Regions from separate parts of the Mus musculus genome. Here region 2 is linked to region 1. A link is a contact called in public Hi-C data. All regions are on one chromosome and are shown on one strand. Each heading gives the region's core, a stretch centred on a gene start, on an enhancer-like site or on the middle of the called end of the contact. The rest is flanking DNA. Distances are from core to core; before and after follow the strand shown. Region 1 overlaps Ets1 (E26 avian leukemia oncogene 1, 5' domain). Region 2 overlaps Gm27166 (a long non-coding RNA gene).

The links. Hi-C and Micro-C count contacts between places; a contact is called where the count stands out from the background.
Region 2: a contact with region 1 is called in a Hi-C map of liver, with 1.5 times the contacts expected there. The contact joins two enhancer-like sites. A contact is called at or near these places in 3 of 484 Hi-C or Micro-C datasets (cranial neural crest, liver and regulatory T cells) and 2 of 115 datasets of contacts at active chromatin or transcription factors (both in regulatory T cells).

What each region holds. Positions count from the first base shown.
Region 1 is chr9:32,729,681-32,733,479 of GRCm38.p6, forward strand. It overlaps Ets1 (E26 avian leukemia oncogene 1, 5' domain), which reads left to right. Exons shown (of 10, transcript NM_001372534.1): 5 at 375-575; 6 at 3,269-3,346. Among named protein-coding and RNA genes, the nearest start is that of Gm3331, 52 kb to the right of the region's middle. Within about 2 kb of position 1,766, at least 80 of the 459 cell types and tissues checked have an H3K27ac peak or open chromatin away from gene starts, as enhancers often do. A contact at or near this core is called in liver, where this site is marked.
Region 2 is chr9:33,063,239-33,067,218 of GRCm38.p6, forward strand. All of the region lies in intron 1 of Gm27166 (a long non-coding RNA gene), which reads left to right. Among named protein-coding and RNA genes, the nearest start is that of Gm27166, 33 kb to the left of the region's middle. Within about 2 kb of position 2,588, at least 2 of the 459 cell types and tissues checked have an H3K27ac peak or open chromatin away from gene starts, as enhancers often do. A contact at or near this core is called in liver, where this site is marked.

The DNA.
Region 1 (3,799 bases), core at 516-3,015:
AGCGTTGAGAGCAGAAAGAGGCATGTGCAGTTTGTGGGAAACACTTTCCATTGCTATTGCCATTAAAGAAGGCATAGTCCCTTATCTGGGGGCTTTTGATATTTTTTAATGAGAATCAGGGTGAGAGAGGAGATCAATGGAAATCTTGGCCTGAAAAAAAAAAAAGCAGGGAATTGCTGTTGGCTGATTTTAGCTCCTCCTAGCTGAGGAGATGGGAAAGTGGGGTGCTAGATGAGGGAGGAAGAGTCTGAGAGGTGCTGGACAAGATGCTGCTCCCAAGGTGTAGAGTAACTAGCATCGTCAGCTCTGTTTCGGCCCTTCCCTGCCTTCTCCCAGCCTGACCTACTATATCCTCGCTTGGCCTCTCTTCTCAGACCCCCGGCAGTGGACAGAAACCCACGTCCGGGACTGGGTGATGTGGGCTGTGAATGAGTTCAGCCTGAAAGGTGTGGACTTCCAGAAGTTCTGTATGAGTGGAGCAGCACTGTGTGCCCTGGGTAAAGAATGCTTCCTCGAGCTGGCTCCAGACTTTGTTGGGGATATCCTGTGGGAGCATCTAGAGATCCTGCAGAAAGGTAAATGTGTGCAAATGGGGAGGGGCACTGGGTGGAGTTTCTCTAAGAGTAGGAGGAAGGCTGGCCCAACAGTGGGATGCTCTTGCTGTTGTTGCCTGTGGGTGTTCAGCCATGGTATAGACGGTATGTGGGGCTGTGTTTGGCTCAAAGCAAGAGCTCAATACATGTTGGCTTATTTTCTTCTCTGCCTTAGGAGTTCATATTTTATTTTTTTTTTAAACAAGATTGTACTTCTCTAGCATCTTGTATACAATTCGAGTTATTTTCTTAGACCCATACATTATTTGAATAAATAGTGTCTGAACTTAAATAAATCTGGATATATAAAACAGGAGTTTCACCTGCTCTGGAACGTTTGATATATACTCCGTTGGTCTGTGGTGTATTCTCTCTGGTAACAGGAGAGTACAGCTTTTCCAAGCCCATTAGCAAGACAAGTTTCTCTGCCAGTCACTGGCTTGGGATTAAGGCAGCGTAGAATACCTTTTACATTTGGAGCCAAAGCTAGGGTTATATCAGGACGTGGTGTTGCAACCTTGTAATGACACAGCCTCCTCTACTGGCCTGGCCTCTTCTAACCTTTTTGGACCAAGTGACTCATGTCCCGTAGCTCCGGCTGAGTATAGCAACAGCAGCGGGCCGCAAACTTGGGTGTTTCTGTGCTTATTTGTCTAAATTTCTTCTTAAAATAAATGGCAGTTACCAGCAGTCAGCAGTGCCCTACAGCTGACTGTAAGCCTAGAAGCCTGCTGCCCTCTGTAACCAGGCCCACCCTTTCCCTGTGGTTACCAGCCTCAATCTCTAGGCACAGCATCTGGGGGCAGGGCACACAGCTCAGTCCATGTAAGACCTTCCTTTGTTTAAGAGAACGAACACCTCACTCTAGAGACCTAGAGACCTAGGTTCCAATCCTCTGGGCATATGAATGTGGTATGTCTTCCTCCACCTCAGCTTCTTGTCGAAACTGATCCCTGGATGAACACAGTTAAGGACTTGGTAGCTCTTCCTGTGGCTGCTGCTACTCAGGACTGGACAACTGCTCGCTGTAGGAAGGGCACTGGTGCAGACCCCTAGGCACTGACATAATTGACCTGTTCATAGGAGGATAAAGAAGGATGTGGCAGACTCTACGCAGCACCGGTTTAACTTCTGTCTTCTGAACACAACAGCAGGTTGCACCAGACCATGAAACCAAACATAGTCTGTCAATATGGTGCTTCTGTGAACTCTAAATGAATTCCTGCAGTGGACGTACCCAGAGCTGGGGGTAGTCTCGGTCTGTCAGAGGCTGATCATGGTCTGTTCATATCCTTGATTCCAAAGTGCTGCCAAATATAAACTCTTGAAATTAGCCACAATCAGTGATCGACCCTTTAAACTTTACTTACTTCCAAGTCTGTTTTCGTTTCACTTCTCACCCAGTGCTCTTGCTGTGATGCTCCGAGGAAACTCTACCACTGAGACAGGATTAGACTATTGACAGTGTTCATGCAGAGGAGCATTGTCAGGGATTTGAAGTGAAGCAGGGTGTAATGGAGTCGGTGTGAGGAGGCAAGTCCGGTCATCCTAGCCAGGGTCCCGTTGCTTGAGGCAGTAAAACTGTCAGGCTATGGATTTCCGTTTCTGAAGGGATGACAGGGACGTTTGTGCGTAGGACAGCGTCCCTTCTGTTGATCTAACAGGAGCAGCATGGCAGCCAGAGAGCATAGCTGCTTGGGGTGGAGCTGGAGGCCAAAGGTGCAGGGGATGTTTGAATCTGATAAGCCGCTCAAGCAGTGTGTAATCATTTTATCTCAACTGGGAACTTTTTTTTTTTGAGTGCAGGCATAAACTTGTTTTCCCATCAGCCTTTGCTCTCAGGAGGCTAGCAGGTACCTGAGGAAAAACCCGTATCAGCAGTCTCTCTTGATGACTGATCTTTGCAAAGAAATGCAGTCAGGCTCTGTAGAGTGTCGACAGCTACTGCGATTGATTCTGGGGTAGCAGAGTACCCCGAGCCCCACTGCGAAAGATCGGCTCTCCGCTACACTTTATTTCTTCCTGGGTCCTAATGAAGTTGGAATCTAGGCAGTGTGGACGTGTTGGCTTCTGTTACTTTACATAAGTCCTCACAGTTCACTGAGTGGCGTCACCTTACCAGAGTCCTGCTTCTTGTCTGGGCCTGAACTTGAATTCTGAGAACAATGAGAAAAGCAGAATTCAAAAGGACAAAAACAATCCAGATATCTGCAAAAAGTGGAGGATACAAATACCCACTTGCCTGAAGGCTAGCGTGTGTTCTGAAATGGGTTTTAGTCGACCCGTTTGAGTGTTAGGTGCTGATCTTGGTCCTTGAGACATCCCCACACTTGAGCCTGAAGATTCAGTTCTCTGAAGGGAAACAGCAAGACACCACCCAATAGGGATGCCCGTTCTCTCAACCCTCAGTGATTGCCCACTGGGTCTCCTCCCAAGATAAATGGACCAATCCCGTTTCACAGCTGCTGATATGTTAAGCTCAGCCGTACTTTAGTGATGTCATCCTGAGATAAGGCTCCATCCAGACAACCAAGACCCCAACTCCTGTAGTGTGCTTACAGACTTCCTAGAAAAAATCGGTTGAGATTGTTGGGGTCCTTGTGTTTTAAGATCCTTGCAGGTCACATGTCACTTGCGTGTTATCTTCATTTTATTCCCTGGTTTGTTTCTTACAGAGGATGTGAAACCATATCAGGTTAATGGAGCCAACCCTACCTACCCAGAATCCTGTTACACCTCGGATTACTTCATCAGTAAGTGCTACTGTCCACTCTGCCTCTGTCTTTTTATGATAGGGATCCTGGAAAGGCTCCCTGGCTTAGTTGATCCCAGATGCTTCAATAATAACTCTATTGAAAGCAATATAATTTTAATTATATTCTGCTTTTTGTTACTTAATTTATGACTTGTCACATAGTACATCACTAAGTCTATGTGTGTTTACCAGTCTACAAAGTTCCTGCGAGTGGGAAGGAATATACCCTGGGCATATTTTGATCTTATTTAGTCCCATGTGTGTGAGAGACTGGGAGAGATTTGATTTTGGCCTACATGCTTTGCTTAACTATTATTAAAGATGATCGGATTTGCTATGGGATCCTTCTGGATTCCCTGCGTGGGCTGTGTAGCATCATAGTCTGTTATAGAGAGTGAAACTTTGTTTTTAAAGTGCATGATAGCTTAGTACACTATAGAGGTATCCAGAG
Region 2 (3,980 bases), core at 1,338-3,837, 330 kb after region 1:
TTTTGCCTTTCAGCTTTAATGCCTGGAAATCAAAGATATCATGCATATCTCTAGACCTTTGTCTCCCTGGATTCCTTGGTTTACACACACACACACACACACACACATTATAGTTTATTTTATATATATTGGTGATAGGGTGTCAGATCCCCCGGAACAATGAGCTGTGGGTGCTGGGAATTGAACCTGGTTCCTCTGGAAGAACCATCACTGAGCCGTCTAACCAGCTCTCTCCGTAAAGTTTCTTACTGTGTCCAGAGTTTTCTCTTTTAAAAGCCCACCAATCATTGGATTTCCCAAATGACCTCATCTCAACTTGATGATCTACAAAGACCCTGTTTACAAATAAGGGGTATATGTAGATCCTGGGATCTAGGACATAGCACAGTTCAATACATAACCCATGTTAAACCGCTTCAAGGAAGCCAAGGCCCAGAGAACAACAAATTCGTTGCATTGAATCAAACAGGCTCAGGCTAGCTCACTGCTCATTACTGTGGATTGTGCTATTTCTTGCTTCTGGGAAGACAGTGAGAAGATGGGCTGTGCTACTGTTACGCGGCAGCCTCGGCTCTCCTTGGGCTCACTCCTCAGCAGGAATATTAGTTCTAGTGCTCCTGAGAGAGAATTCAGAGGGGAAACCGCAATAAAGCAGGTAGTCAAAAGATTAACCATAGGAAGCAAGAATACACTCTAGCAAAAGAACTGGCTGAGCCAAGCAGTATCTTTGATGCTGGTATACAAGTCTGGAGATTGGATCTCTCTCTCTCTCTCTCTCTCTCTCTCTCTCTCTCTCTCTCTCTCTCTTTCTCTCTGCCCCTTTTGCCTATCATAAGGTAGGTACTATCAGGATATGGTGTGCTTTCTTTGGAAGCCTATTTCCAGAATTCTATATATTATATATATATATATATATATATATATATATATATATATATATATATATGATGCAGGAAAAGTTTACTAGGAGAAATCTAACAGGTGAAGTCCGTTTGAACTAACCCAGGTAGTTGATTGCTATCACCTGATGATGTTAGATCCTGTTTTGGGGACCCTGAGCGGGTCTATCTGTAGTCAACTACTACCACTCCCTTTACCTTTTGTTTGCAGTAGGGGTTGAACTTGCAAAGATGGAGAGACTGTAAGAAGTGTTATTTTCTTATTTAAATATTTTTTAAGATTAAAAAAATGTATGTGAATGTTTTGCCTGAAGGAATATATATGTACCATATGCATGTGTGGTGCCCTCAGAGGTCAAAGCAGGAACGCAGATCCCTAGAGTTGTAAATGGTTGTGAGCCACATTGTGAGTTAGGGGAATAACACTTAGGGTTTCTTCTAGAGCAGAAAGTGCCCTTAACTCCTGAGCCATCATTCCAGTTCTCCAGTTACTGGACTTTATGTCCTGTACCGAACTACTGGTCACTTATTCCTGTTCTAAACTTCGCTAAAACACTACAAAGAGGTTGGTCTGTTCTCATACCTTGGAAATAAAGACTATTTGCTGTCATGTGGCAATGAGAGAAATCATAGGTCTTTTACAGGTAGCTTTCTGTCTCAAGGATTATTTCAACCTAACATGATGACTACTAACTATAGCCAGAAGGGATTCATGCTACAAATTGCTACAAATACCTAACAGGCAACTGCACAGCCTTAGGAATATTCTAGAAGGGAAAAGTACTTCAGCAAACAGTACATATCACCACATACACATGGAAGGTATACTCCAATGAGCAAAAATAGTCAATAAAAAATAAAAGCATTCTTTGGAATTTATGATACCCATATTTATTTTCCAATAAAAATGAGCAAAATCAAGCCTTTGAGTTCCCAGTAATACTAAGGTAGGCTAGGCAGAAAAGAGATATGTGACAAGAAATACCTAAAGGGATCTTGTTAAGAAGTATTACAGGTAACTGAGAACTTTTTTTAACTGTAAATGCAGAGAGCAACTAAGAACACTGGCTCTAAGCAGGGATGTGCTTGGTTTGTTTGAAGAGTCTAAAATTAAGGCAGAATATATCCTTAAACACAGACTAAATTTAGCTGTAGGGGTTTCTTTATGATAGCATATTTACTGCAAAGAGGGGATTCCTATGCAGAGAGCAGAGGCTGGGCAGCAAGGATGATGTTAAAAGCCAGTGAGCATCTTCAGTCTGTGGGAACGCAACATCAAGCTTATCTTTGTGTGTTCCTGGCCTTAATCCCATAAAATAATGGAGCCACTAATAGTTTTTTTTCAGTTTTTCTCCAGACTCTCCCTCATCACGTGACCTTGTTCTTTGCTCTTTCCAGATCATTGGTCCTGTCTCTATCTGACCCCTCACAATATTACAACACATTTCTTGTACTGTGGTTTCATTTAAGAAGTGCCACTCTCTACCTCCAAAACAATGAACTATGTGTGTGTGCCCATATGTGTATGCATGCGCATGTAAGCCATGATGTATGAAAGTCAGAGGACAACTTTCTGGAGTCAGTCATTTTCTCCAACCATGCAGATTCACAGGATCAAACTCAGGTCCTCTGGCTTGGGTGCCTTTACCTGTTGAGTCATCTCTGTTTCTTCATGCTCCTTTCTTCAGAGTCCTGACTCAGTTCATTATTACAGGCAGCATAGTCAAAGACCCAAGAGCCCAGTGGGTGATTCAGAGCTTTGAGTTTATGTATCCATTATTGCTTTCTCATCCCCATTAGAGTCCCATGCCCATGTGGTGACTGTCATTCCCATGGAACCAAAGCCTGCCCCACTCTTCCCACTATTATTTGATATGGGAGATGGTACTTGGTCAAGTTGGGCCAAGTTATCTATTTTCCAGAATAATTTAAATAGAGAGCTAGAGAGATTTTGTTATGCTTCCCCAAGAAATAAGCAAGAGGAAGTAAATAGGAGAGCAATTGGAAGAAGGAGAGCATATGCTTGCAAAACAACAACAACAACAACAACAACAACAACAACAACAACAACACAAAACAAAAATTGAGTGATACCAGCAGTTTCTTGACAGCATGTCAATCATGAGTTTGCACTGTTCCAATTCTTTGCTGTTTCATTGGGGCACTGACCTCCTCTTTTGGCTTAATTTCGATTTATTTCTGGTAATAATTAACCAAATATCCAACTATTTCCACTTTCTTCCAATTGTACACAAGTGTGTGGGGGGGCACATAAATATTGTGTCAGTTTATAGAAGGGATTCCATTTACCATTGGATTTTGCCTACCATGGACTTTGCCTGTGAGGGGTCTAGGGAGGTTCATGAATTGAAGGACAATAGCCATCACACTACATGAAGCAGTGTGGGAGTAGGAGACAGGCGAGGGTGTGGAGATGGAAAAGCTGCATGCTTTTGCATTCTCTATAAAATATTGCCCTTTTATTTGTCTATGTTGCTGTAGATGACAGAACTTCCTTTTGTGAGGTTGAGTAGAATTTCAATGTCCTCAGACCAAGTATGAGTGTATGAGATGATGCTGATGCTGAATACACTGACTCAATTATTGTCTAGTGTCTATATGTAGCAAAGCATCATCCTTTACCCTGTGGAGATGCATAATTACTGTCAATTAAAATTAATTAAGCAATGAAAATTAAATAACATGAAAATGTTTATATTTAAAACAACAATCTATGTAATACATGTTCCTCTCCTTTTCTCCCTATAATGTTCTTCACATGGTACTTTTCCTTCCATCTCTACTGCCCTCCCAGGCTGCTGAATTATAGATAGTGTTTAATCAGTGGGATGTTCTATTTAATACTGAGAACCGTATCTGACACAGAGATTTACCAAGACAAGCACCTAATGACAGAATGAATTACTGAAAGAAAGAAGGAAAGAAAGAAAGGAAGGAAGGAAGGGAGAAAGGAAGGAAGGAAGGAAGGAAGGAAGGAAGGAAGGGAGAAAGGAAGGAAGGAAGGGAGAAAGTGAGGGAGGAAGGAAGGAAGGGAGGGAGGAAGGAAGGAAGGAAGGAAGG